2 separate regions of the Gossypium hirsutum genome follow, and region 1 is linked to region 2. The links are chromatin contacts, called in public Hi-C maps. All regions are on one chromosome and are shown on one strand. Each heading gives the region's core, a stretch centred on a gene start, on an enhancer-like site or on the middle of the called end of the contact. The rest is flanking DNA. Distances are from core to core; before and after follow the strand shown.

Region 1 (6,650 bases), core at 3,755-6,254, 340 kb before region 2:
TAGTTTCATAAAAAAAAAACCAAAAACAATATTACATTGTCCATTTCTACCTAAATTATTATTAAGAAACAAAAGTATCAGTTCCTGGCGCTATGAATATGACTGACATCTATCCCTTGTCTCTCTCAAAATCTGTCACCTTTCTTTCGAAACCATAACTAAACTAATTACATCAAAATTTGAACTTCATAAACAAAAAGAATTTACAATATGACACCTTTAAATATTTAACACAATTAACAAAGCATTGTTATTGTGTGTGGATGTAATCATAGCAAGGAAGAAGAGAGGCAATTGCAATTATAGAAACAAAATGATTTTTAACCTGGTATCAAGTATAAACCAATATTTCCTTATACTACATTCTGTCATATATCAAATATAGAATGGACCAGGCAGGCAAGCTCTGGTGTTCTAATTAGTAAAACCCTAACTCAGAAACAAATCATTCACAAAAGTGGATCATAATAAATGAAAAGAACCAAAATTCCAAAGTTGGGAAGTACCATGATAGGCTAGGGTATATTGAATCGTTTATCAAATGTGATTATCAATTTTGAATCTTAAAAGCAAAAAGTCTAGATCCAACAACCTTAGTAATTGAACAAGCAAGATTTAATAAATAGGCGTTATTGACATTGATAAGGATGGACCATATTTCCCCCAACAGGAAGGCAAGACCCCAGTCACCAACACTAAATGTGAAGTCAAGTACTGGTCATTTAATTTACAAGTGTAGTAAAGTCGATATTCAATGCTTTCAACCATTCCCTGCATTTATGGGGTCATACTAGAACAAAATGCCGATGGTCTGAGTAGGCTGTGACAAGATGAATTTATTTCTAGACAGTGATATATGCTAGAAACTGAGATCATTAAGCAATCTAAAAAGGAAACAAAAAAGAAATAGTGCAAGAAGGGAGAGGGATTAACCTTCCATGTCCAGTATCGTTAATCCGAATTTAAACTTGCATCCCTCTTTTGTACAACACATTTTGATCTGGTAGTAGCCTATAAAGGCAGGGCAGCTCTTCTACATATGCTTCTGATTATTTGCATATATTATATATTTTTTGCCCTCCAGCTGCTTCACAGGACCCTTGGGCTTTCTTTGAGTTCTCTGTCCCCCAATCATCTCCGCAGTAGCCTCCTTGGAAGAAAACTACATTTTACTTTCAGGTATTATCCTAGCCGTATACCAGTACTGGTAAATGTCACAATCCCCCAACAGAAAGATCTAATCGACTATATGATGGCTGCAAGCATTCTTCTGGATTCGCATAGAAGTAATCCTCTTCCTTAGGCCTGTCAGGAATCACCAACCTCTGAGTTGGTTGCCCCTTGCGACTTTCATGAGATTCGTTCACAGCATCTGAGAACTCATACCAACTCAGAGTTCCACTATTGTACTGGTCAATCAGATCAACCAAAAGCCTTCTCTCCAATAAAATTGTCTGCTTGAACCCCAGAAATCTGAAGGAACATTCAACACTACATGTTACACTAATGACAAATAGCTTTAACTATGAAAAACAAGAAAAAAATACTACTATCACTAAGGGAGGAAACATTGTAAAAGGCACCCTCAAGAAAGAGTGGCTGAAACAGTCCTTAGTTCATGTTGCATACATTGGAAACAAAAATAATCAGATTCCTGAGTATAAGAAAAATGTTTGGAAAACGAAGAAGGAAAGAGGTTGGAAATGATTTCACAGCTAGAAATAAACAAACTATTACAAGATTGGAAAACTATTCTTAATACTGGAAATAAAAATGGGGATGTTAAAATGTTAGTGAACTTGAAATTCCAAAATTATTCATCTCATCTAAAGGAAAAAGGGCCATTGAATCATTTAACAATTGCAGGAAACCTTTCTGAACTTATTAAGAGCCAACTGTATATAGAACAGTACCTGCGGTGGCCTTCAACTACCTTAGCCATGTTTCCGTCATATGTAGGAATAAAAATATCACTCTCCAATGAAACAAGGTAATCTAACGCGGCCATCTGGGATGAATGGTTTTGAAAGAACCCAAGGTCTGATGGCTCCAATAGAGTCTCCTTTCTAACCTGTTTCAACAAAGAAAATGGACATTCATTGATACCGGAGAAACAAACTTCAAAACTTATTACATTATGTTTGCTGAGCTTCTACCTACTTACCAATTTTGGATAAGCTGCAGCAAGAGTAGCCATTCTCCTTTGTCCGCCATATATTTCACCGGCTGCAATATAGATTTGGTAACTGTTATCTATGTCCAATGCCCTCAAAATAAGGGCAGTTTCCTCAGGCGTCAAAGGGCAGAAACCATCTTTCCTTTTCAGGTCAGAGTTTATTATTTTTTCTTTCCACCATGGATAAGCATATCTAGCAACATGGTTGTGACAATTAGATTAAAGTTTGAAATTTAGGGCAGCTGATCAATAAATTGTTCAACATCTTGTATGGCTCACCTCATTCTTGTCAACTCCTCCACCTCCTCACTGTTGCAACCTTGGGTACAGCCAGAAAATGCTAACATGTCCATTTCATATCTAAGGTGAAGTACAATAAAAGGACCATTTTGCCTCAGAAGCTTAACAACTCGTTTCCCCAACTCCTCTATCTGGGAAGTGAATCTCAAAGCACTAAAATTTACACGACATCGCAGCTTCTGAATTTCTAAAGGCTGCCCATTGTTGGCAAGTCGAGTATCAGTTTTATTCAAATGTACAACTTTATACTTCTTTATCAGAGGAAGAATCTGCATGAAATAGAGATCAAACATACTACTTTAAGATGAGTCTTGGAGGAAGGAAAAGAACCGAGGAAGCATAAAAAACATTTTAAAAAATGAAGAATGAACCAAGCTAAATTATAGTAAAACCTAAATAGGTCTAGGTCGAAAGGTAATGACAAGGAATTAACCTGGTTATGGTAGTAGGATATATCCGACCAACTAATTGGTGGCATAGAATACACCATCCCTATTTCTACTCTCCTCTTAAGCCTAGGAGGCAACTCCTTCAATATACGGACCTCATCTCTCAATGACATAATGAAATGATCCACATCAAATATATCTTGAAATTCACTGCCATAAAAGGTAAATGCATATTTAGAGATAAGTGGGAAAAATAAACTCAGTTGAAAACTACCAGTAATATATTTTAAACATCCTTTCCAAATCCATACATGCACAATATCTAATGGCTTCAATCATATGAGCAAAGCTTATTTAACACACCTGGGATCTGACCAGAAAGATGTTTTATCCAGCTCCGGGACTATAAGTGTGACATTCAAATATCTTGCAATGGTAACCATGTCACAAATCTGTTAAGCAAACCCCCCCCCCCAAAAAAAAAAAAGAAAAGAAAAGAATACAGCATCAGTTTCCGTATAGATTTGAAGTAAAAACAACCCATTAGCATACACAATCTAGAAAAATGTTGAAAAGAAATAAAAAAGAAAGAAAAGGAATGGAACAAGAAATGCGTTTAGAGTTCTTTGCTAAAGCACTCACTGCTGCTCGCATTTGATTGAGACCTCCATTGCAAGAAACCATCAAGTAACCATTGTTCTTATATACCCCTATAGTAACAACAAAACATCATATCAATTTCGAGTTTAAAATTCCATAACCAGAACATATATAGCAAGTCGCCACCGATCCCTAAAACTGAAATGGAAAGAAAATGGAAGCAAAAGTAACAATATATTAAAATAAAAGCACATATATGAAAAATTCAAGAGATAAACGATCTCAAATTTCAAACAAACATATGCCACAACAAGAAAAGGATAGAATTCCACAAAACTAAGACATAAGATACGAACATTGGAACCATTAAATTGATACAAGTTCAATCCGTATGACTATATAAAAGGAAAGCTTCAATGAAAGCGCATAGAAATCCCCAAGAAATCTATCATTTTCTTCTCCTCAAATAGGAATGCGGATAAGGATAAAAAGGATAAACCCATTCCTTCTTTTCCATTAAAGACTAGCTCAAAATTTTTCTCCGATTTAACCCCAAAAAAGGCCTAATAAAGAATAACTACATCAAAATCAGCAGAAATTTCAGTAAAAAAAAAAGAACAAAAAAAAAGGTGGAAAATCTTACTTTTGGGAGGAAGAACACGGGCAGGAACGGAGGGAACCTTATCTTCAACAACGGAAACGGAAGAATCCTGGTAAGAAAAACAGGAAGGCCAACCTTTAAGGAGATGTGGACCCCAAGTATCCCCCAAGGCCGTTAATTGTACGATGCAAGTCCAAAGCAACACCGATGTGGTGGCGCGTATCATCCACAGCTTCGTTCTCGAGCTCTTCAACTTCTCAACTCTCTCCCCTCCGCCGCCACCTCCCCTTTCGTTGCCCCCATTCTTATCCCTCTCATTTTCCCTTTCCCCTTCCCTTCAATACTGCACATTTCCAGCAATAACCCCGATTTCCACCCTCCTCATCTCCCCCCCCCCGATACGCCACCGTCTTCTTCCTGTCAGATTCGATCAATGTAGGTCGATTTTCAGAAAATCTGCATCTAATTTAACAAAAACCTTTTCCTTTCTTTTCTTTCTATTTTCCGAAAATTTTCGAGATCCGTTAACTTCCAAAACAACATCAACAACAACAAAATAATTCAAAATCAATCAAAGAGATCCAAATTTTTTCCTCCTCTTCCCAAATGAAACTCTTAACAACTCAACCAATTCCAATCGAATATTAAACAGTATTTTCCCGAAACAAAAAAAAATCCTTCTCTTCCTCGGCGATCTAATCACTTTTCCGGCGAAAATTGTCGTGGAATGGCCGTTGAAACCCCTGCCTGTCTTCAAGTATAAGCGAATCGAGAAAATATAGAGAAATCTGTATAGAGAAAGAAGAATAAAATTAGAAATGAGAATATAGTGCAGATTACAATGCGATCGAGAGAGAGAAAAACCGGGATGTGAGCCGTACACCGTTGGGCTTGGGGTACACTTTTTTAACCATAGTTTTCTTGAATCTAAAAGGATTTGTTGACTAGTGTTAGTTGTCGACCACAGTCCATGGTTAACTCCTTTTTAACCAATAAATACCTGCCACCTCAGTTTATGTCTGAATGGGCCCAACATTTACCCTACGTGGCTGCTTTCAACTGCGTTTGTAAAAACTACAGGTGTCCACGTCTCAGGAATTGGAGTTCATCCGTCGCCGTTAGATTTGTAATGGGCATTAAAACAGCTGCCGATACGCCGACAATATATCGCGAGAATTTCTATAGGTGCGAATATACCGCGACAATTATCCAATTTGTTCAAAGATTTCTTTAAAAAAAGTAATTCATTTAATTAATATTTTCAGCATTTAATTCTTTTTCCGTGAAACAAAATAATAAGAAATTTTGTTTGTAATTAACAGAATTGTGTATCAAAGCAAAAGGACCAAAAAAGTAATTATATTGACGCTATGTATTAGTATTTCAATAAATAAAGACTCGAATTATCCTTTTCAAAATAATCAAACACCAACTATTATTTATTTAGTAAAGATAATATTACAAATGAGGGTGTAATCATGTATAAAACATCACTGTCTTTTCTTACATTTTATTTTTATTTAGATACATTCACACATAATTTTGATTAATTTACTTATAAATGTCCATTTTTAAGTATATTTATAAAAATGGGTCAATTTTTGCATTATTTATCGAAAAAGGTCAATTTTGACAAAACGCATTCACGTAGGAGCATTTTAGGGTGAAATTTAGCAAAACGCGCCCCTGGGAAAGGGATTTTACTATGTTAGCACAAAACGCGCTGACGTGGATGCGCTTTGTTGACATGGCAAAATCGCTCCCTCAAGTGCGCGTTTTGCTCTGTGTTTTTTTCCCCAATAGCTATTTTATTTTTTGACATTGAGAGGTCCAACAGTAAAAAAAAAGAGTATAAAAACCCCCTCTCCTATTATTTCACACAATATTTCTTCAAATTTTGACAAAAAACTCTCAAACCTCTCCCTAAATTTCTCAAAACTCTCAAATTTCTCCTTAAATTTCTCAAAGCTCTCTTTAATTAATTATTTCCTTTTAATTTTTTTCTAAATTAGTATTATTTTTTATAATTTCAAAAATATTTGATCGTGTTAGCAATGGACGGGGAATTAATTCGTCTCGATCATAAACATATCTTCGTCGAACAAATGAAAATGGTAAGGGTTAATTTTAATTTTTTAATATTTTTTAATATTTTTTCATTTATGTAATTTTAATTAATTTGTATTTTATAATTTTTTATAACAATCTGTAGATATGGTGTTACAATGTTATATTCGTAATATGTCTGGTCCTCCATCACCGTTGATAGAAAATTACTTGAAGGGAGCGAGTTTTTGGCACGTGGCCACTATAGGCCGGGGATGCAAGTTGGACCAGCAACTCATCAGCGTGTTAATAGAGAGGTATAGACCTGAGACGCACACATTCCATCTTCCATGCGGAGAGTGTACTATTACTTTGGAGGACATGCAGTTACAATTAGGATTGCCGGTGGATGGTTCTGTACTCACCGGGTTCGTTCAATCTACTGATTGGGGAGCCATATGTTACGATCTTTTTTATGTGATTCCAGATAATATTTACGGAGGTCGGATCGAGATGAGCTGGTTACAAGACACATTCC
Region 2 (6,574 bases), core at 859-3,358:
GCACCTCCTCGTCAGCAAGTGAAGACATCAATGTTTTCGATGCAGCATTGAGCATTCAGGGATTATCTGGGATTTCGGATTCTGTTTGTGCTCTCTCTCTTCTGTCATCTCAATCACACAGCTCTTCAAGCCACTCATCAGGAATTCCCATGGCCCGTTCCCTGGTTATTCCAGGCTACCATAACCATCACATGACTCAAGTCTCGGAAAAGCTCGACAGAGTGTCGAATATGATCTCTTCATCAGGGATCAATTCAACCGAAGGCAGTAACATGAGTGCTATACTGATATCTGATAGTAGTGAAGCTGCCAACTTCAATATCACTGATGGACTATCATGCAAAGATGGACCGACGATCAACTTGCTTCAGCTTTCATCGCAGCTTCAGCGAGTGGAACATCAAAGACAATCTATGCAAGAAGACAATGAAAATGAGACCTGCCTACGAATCGTTTAAGTACAGATTAAGGTAAGTAAAGATGCTCGAGTTGAATGACATTATGATCATATATCTTTGACATTTGAACCAAGTGTTTTGTTTATCTAACATTCTTCCATTCTCTGAATTTGCTGGCCTGGAACTAAATGATTGGACTTGCAATGGAAGACAAGTTCAATGTTGCTGAAAGCTGCACAGTTCTCGAGATGTCCGAATAGTCGGAGTAACATAGATGGAAGCATGATGAGAAAGTTCAGCAGCTGCTAACAGGATTCCCCACCCCACCCCTCGGTTAAGTTTCACCTAGACTTTTACAAGTTATTTTGTAATCGAAAAAAAAAATTGTTTGATTATGCTTCTCGAATTAAAAATGTTTTGATGAACAAAATTATCAACATTTCTCGAATTAAAAATGTTTTGATGAACAAAATTATCAACATTTCTGTTTGCAACGTTCATCAAATCAAGTTTAATATTCGACACTCGCTATTTAGATGCATAACTAAAGCAAAATTATCAAACAAGTTTTATATGAGCTTGTGATATAAATCTTACTAAACTGCTTAAATTTTAGGGTAAATTACACTATTAGTCATTAAACTATGGGTAAGTTTAATTTTGGTTAGTTAATTAAAAAAGTTACAATTTAATCTTTGAACTATTTGAAAGTTTTCATTTAAGTTATTAAATTATTCAAAGTTTTTATTTAAGTCAATTGAGTTGTTGAATTTTTCTTTTTTTAATCACCAGTGAGCTCCAAGCGATTATTCGATGGCCAGTATGGTAGATCAATATCCATCGATGAGTAAGAGAATATATTTTAGATCTAAGTGATCTAACAACTATTTTCAGAGAATAAATTCATTTGAATTTTGATTCACAGATTTATGATGTTTAAAGCTATTTCATAAAAAAAAATGTGAAATATAGAAGAGAAAATGTCAGAAAGCTTTTAATCGGTGCAGGTAATGGGATAACATTGATTTTAATATCCCAATGACTTAAATACAAATTTTTTGAATAGCTCAATAATCAAATTGTAACTTTTTTAACTAAGTTATAAAAACAAAAATTTACCCATAATTTAATAAGTAATGGTGATGGTTAGAGAAAAAGTTGGTGTATGGTTAATGGATAAATTGGGTAAATTACCCCAAAGCTAGGAAGTTCCCGCTGCGTCATGTACATCAATTACTCACTAAACTCGTAGTAACAATTTGTTGTTTTATGCCATAATTAATTATACTGGGAAACTTGGCAGGTCATGTTAGCATAAAATCTCAAAGCTGATTTTACTTCTTTTTTTTTTAAACAGAGGTAGCATAAGCAAAGCTTTCATCTAACATCCATATTAAAACACAAAACAAAATGGGAAGTTGGAAAATCCTTGTCTGAATAACTCACTTATTCCATTTAAACTATCACATATGTTGCATATTCAAAACTAAAAATTTTGTTGTTGCCATTTCCCTATCCCTTTTACAATCTATCGTTATTATATTATTAATTGTGAAACAGTTGAGTAGTCATTATCACTAGGTGAGTTGACTTCAATAACTGCAAGCTCTCACACACCCACCAATTTAATTAATTTAATTAATTTTAAATGGAAATCATTTGTTTGGTAGGTGATTAAATCGAGTTTAAGATGTTTCTGTATTTGACGAATATCGGCAGTTAGAAGATTGTGCTCAGAATATGTCTGAAAAAAGTTCCAAGTCATACTCACACATATATACAACAAAACCAGTAGTTGAGGCTGTCATAAACAATTCTTGTTTGTTGGGGGAATAGATATAAACCCATAGGAGTATCATTGTTTACAGACAGAAGGCGTACTACCTCTTGATATTGCACAATGATGTTCTACAAATTTGCCTACCCCCTGCCAATGGTTGCTTTCTTTGCTATAATCATTTCTCAAGCAGGTCAGTTGCTACAATCATATTCGTGTTTTAGTTAATTAAGTTTTCTTGCTAATAATTTCCTTTCCCTTTTCTACTTTTGTTGTAGGAGCATATGATCCGTTAGATCCTAACGGAAATATAACAATTAAATGGGACGTTATGTCCTGGACTCCGGATGGTTACGTTGTAAGTATAACTTCATTTCACTTATTATACTCATATTTTTTCATTAAACTCAAGATTAATTAATTGGTTCACGTAGTCACCTTAAAAGATAAATTTTTAATAAATTTGGTCAAAATTACGACTTCCTTTATACCAAAAACAATGATTTCCATTTATATGGATCAAATGTTAAATGTTGATATGTATCCATCACTAATATATTAAAACTTTTTCAAGTTGTTTCTTATAATTGAAAGTTACCTAAAATAAGAGCCAAGCTAAGGGTTGGCAGGGGCTTAATCCAGAGTAATAACAATTTTAATCCAGTCTAATTATAGAATATTCAATTTAACTTTTTTTAATCAATTTCATCCTTTGACTCCAAACTTTTAAAATTTTATTTTAACCCCACAATACCGAACTTCTAGCTTCGATCCAGGTCAATATCCTAATACCCATATGCAAATATTACTTCGATTTAGTAATTATAAAGTTTCTTTTATTAAACTCAAACTTAAATTAGACTGTTCATGTAATCATTTTTAAAAGGTAGGTTCCAAACTTTCTTTATACCATAAACAATGCTTTTCACTTATGTTACTCAAATTTGGTTTGGATATAAGATCCCATACTAAAATTTTCAATATTCATTTTTATAGTAAATATAACTTTTGAGTGTGGGATAGTTGAAGAAATAGAAATGCAAGCTTATATATCATATCTGGTATGCAGGCAGTTGTAACAATGACCAACTTCCAAATGTATCGGCACATAATGAGCCCTGGCTGGACCCTAGGCTGGGTTTGGGCTAAGAAAGAAGTGATCTGGTCAATGGTGGGAGCCCAAGCCACTGAACAAGGAGATTGTTCAAAGTTCAAAGGAAACGTCCCACACTGCTGTAAGAAAAACCCCACAGTTGTGGACTTGCTCCCCGGCGTCCCATACAACCAACAGATAGCCAATTGTTGCAAAGGTGGCGTCGTGTCGTCATGGGGCCAAGACTCCTCCACCGCGGTTTCGTCCTTTCAGGTGAGTGTTGGCCGTGCCGGGACTTCCAATAAAACAGTGAACCTGCCGTTGAACTTCACTTTGCTTGGTCCTGGTCTGGGTTACACATGCAGCGGAGCTAAAAAGGTGCCGTCCACTGTTTTCCTCACCCCTGATGGTCGACGAAAAACTCAAGCATTGAGTAAGTTTTTGATAATTTGCACTTAAAACAGATATACTTACACCCGACATAAGTTATGTGTTGTAATTTGTGCTGCAGTGACATGGAATGTGACATGCACGTATAATCAGATTCTGGCATCACGATATCCGAGTTGTTGTGTCTCGATGTCTTCATTTTACAACTCCACAATCACACCTTGTCCATCATGTTCTTGTGGCTGTCAAAACAACAATAATTGCATCTCGTAAACCTTCTTTCTGATCCCACACGAAAATGTTTTTAACTATGGGATTTCACTATATATCATCATCCCTAATGACATTAGTCTACAAATTGCAGGGGTGATGCAGAGATAGAAAGTGTAGTTGGCAAGAACAGAACAAGGAGTAGAAATTCGAATGCGATGATAAGGTGTACCAACCATATGTGCCCCATCCGAGTGCATTGGCATGTGAAGCTGAATTACAAGGAGTATTGGCGAGTGAAGATGACGGTCACTAATTTCAACTACGCCATGAACTACACGCAGTGGACACTTGTGGCTCAACATCCTAACCTCGACAACATCACCCAAGTTTTCAGTTTCGAATATAAACCCCTCCTTCCTTACAAATACACAAGTAAGTCCTTGTCTTTGATTTGAATTTCCCTAGGCAGTCGACAAGTGGGCTAACCATGGACTAACTTTGAACATGCAGATGACACTGGTATGTTCTATGGCTTGAAGTTCTACAATGACGTATTAAAGGAAGCCGGAGCTGATGGAAACGTCCAATCAGAATTGATTCTTAGGAAAGACATGAGTACATTTACGTTCAAGCAAGGTTGGGCTTTCCCTAGGAAAATATACTTCAATGGCGATGAATGCGCCATGCCAGGTCCAGAGGAATATCCTTATCTACCAAACTCTGCAAATTCAAAGCTGATTTCAGTATCGACAATGGCTTCCTTTTTGCTTTTGGTTTTCGCTAATCTTTTGGGGATGATTTGAAGTGACTGAGTGAATGAAAGCAGGGAAAAGATGAAAGAAACCAAACCTTTAAGAAAGTAAGCCATTGACAGGCAGCCATGTGGATGAAGTTGAAGCAGTAGGGGGTAGATGAAAAAAAGTGTGACATGAATGATTTTGCAGAGAAAGCCAATAATGAATCTGGGTTTTTCCAAGGTCTTATCATTAGTGGCTCGGGCCGGGTTTCAGTCTGGATTTTTAGTTAAGCTGGTCCAAATTATAGGTTGATCCGTAAATATGTTTTATTTAAAAATAATAAAATATAGTGAATTTTTTTTTTTTACATTGATATTGATATATTGATAACTAAATTTAATTTAATTTTTTATTAAAATAATAATTATAATCTAGCCTGCTTGAATTTTAAATTATTTATACAAAGTCCCAATCAGGACAAATCCTTAAGAAAAATAATTTTCTTTCTCAAATAGGCAGAGAGAAGCTTTAGCCTGAAAATAGTAAAACTGGGATTTGGTCTCTTTAAAGTTATGGATTAATACAACAATAAAATTGTATTTTAACTTTTTCTTTTGAATTACAATTTAATTTTGCTACTTTAGGTACAAGAAATGAAATACGATGAGCCTATCCTATGCAAATTTTTTTTTTTTTGCTCGAGTTTGCATAGAATTTTTTACAGATAAATTCTTATTTAAAAAACTTTTAAGTGTTATATTTCGGGTTTTTTACCGAATAAATTAAAAAAATTAAATACTGAAATAGGTTGTCAGATAGATTAATTATCGAAATGGTATATTTTTTTTAATGGCACCTATAGGCGCCAATAATTTTTTTATATTAATTTTTTTTAATAAAATATTATTAATTTTTTCCCGGATCAGTATATGACCCGGGTATAGATACGAGGCGCGACTAGTTGCGCCTATCTCGGAGGCGCCAATGGTGTAGCCTATCTGACAGGCGCGACTAGCTGCTGCTTATTTTTTTCCCTATATATACCCCCGAAAATCAAATGAGCACAGACATAAATTTTAACAGAGGAACATACACAAAATTTAGCAGAACGGAAATAGGAAGATAGGGAGAAGAAAAAAAGAAAGGAAAGCAAGAAGAAGGATAAGGTATTTTGGTTTATTTCTTTTTAAATAGAATGTAGAGTCTTGTTAGTAATTTTATTGTTTGAAAGTTATTTTGTTAGGTTATTAATTTTGTTAGCTTTTGAATGAAAAATTTTGCATTAAAAATTTTATGTAATTTTTTTTTCATTTCGAAACTATTTTAAGAATTTTAAAATTTTTTTAATAGATCTAGTATTGAATATGGAGAATCAGTTTTTTGTATGCGTTTATTTCGATAGAGAAATTTTGACAACAACCGTGGGATGTATATTTGAATGTCGCAAACAAGTAGCAATGAGATTTAATAGAAATATCTCGTTTGATGATATGAAGGAAAAAATTAGTGAAAAAATTTATAGACGTTGTGGGAGAAAGATATCAAAACTTTTTTACAAGTTTTCAGTTTCAACGGATCCAATAAAATTTACCGAAATGGAACTTGTAGACGATGAAGACGTGAAGACAATGGTCGTTCGTTATTGTCGGACTCAAAGCAACCAAAATACACCGATTCAATTATTTGCTGAGTTAGCTGGTATGGAGGCAACTGAAGATCCCACACCATTAGGTGAAGAAGATGGAGTTCAAGAGCCGTGTATGGTGGTTCCGGTATCATATGTTGATAGTCAATCAACTATACACGGGATCAATATTGATCTTAATGTTGCACCCGAGACTGATGTGGTTGGTGATGATGTATACTATAGTAATGATCCTGTTGATCACGAAGTTGATAGTGAGAGTGATCCTGATGTGGATGAGGTCCCGGGTGATATTGACGACGAAGGCGTGAATGAGGATGG

Evidence for each region. A called contact is a pair of places that touch in the nucleus more often than the background predicts.
Region 1: a contact with region 2 is called in a Hi-C map of leaf, with 2.9 times the contacts expected there. The contact joins the promoter of LOC107949766 here to the promoter of LOC107949772 in region 2. A contact is called at or near these places in 5 of 34 Hi-C or Micro-C datasets (leaf, petal and seedling).

Annotation. Positions count from the first base shown.
Region 1 is chrD03:39,643,633-39,650,282 of Gossypium_hirsutum_v2.1, reverse strand. LOC107949766 (rhamnogalacturonan I rhamnosyltransferase 1) reads right to left here and starts at 5,004. Exons shown (of 9, transcript XM_016884516.2): 1 at 4,931-5,004; 2 at 4,109-4,854; 3 at 3,508-3,575; 4 at 3,229-3,317; 5 at 2,910-3,075; 6 at 2,456-2,745; 7 at 2,165-2,369; 8 at 1,914-2,071; 9 at 615-1,473. The coding sequence starts at 4,292. The coding sequence ends at 1,215.
Region 2 is chrD03:39,299,364-39,305,937 of Gossypium_hirsutum_v2.1, reverse strand. It overlaps LOC107949772 (COBRA-like protein 4), which reads left to right and starts at 2,108. Exons shown (of 6, transcript XM_016884525.2): 1 at 2,108-2,368; 2 at 2,454-2,533; 3 at 3,245-3,701; 4 at 3,780-3,927; 5 at 4,023-4,303; 6 at 4,382-4,974. The coding sequence starts at 2,299. The coding sequence ends at 4,674. LOC107949771 (squamosa promoter-binding-like protein 6) reads left to right here. Exons shown (of 3, transcript NM_001327562.1): 3 at 1-479. The coding sequence ends at 458.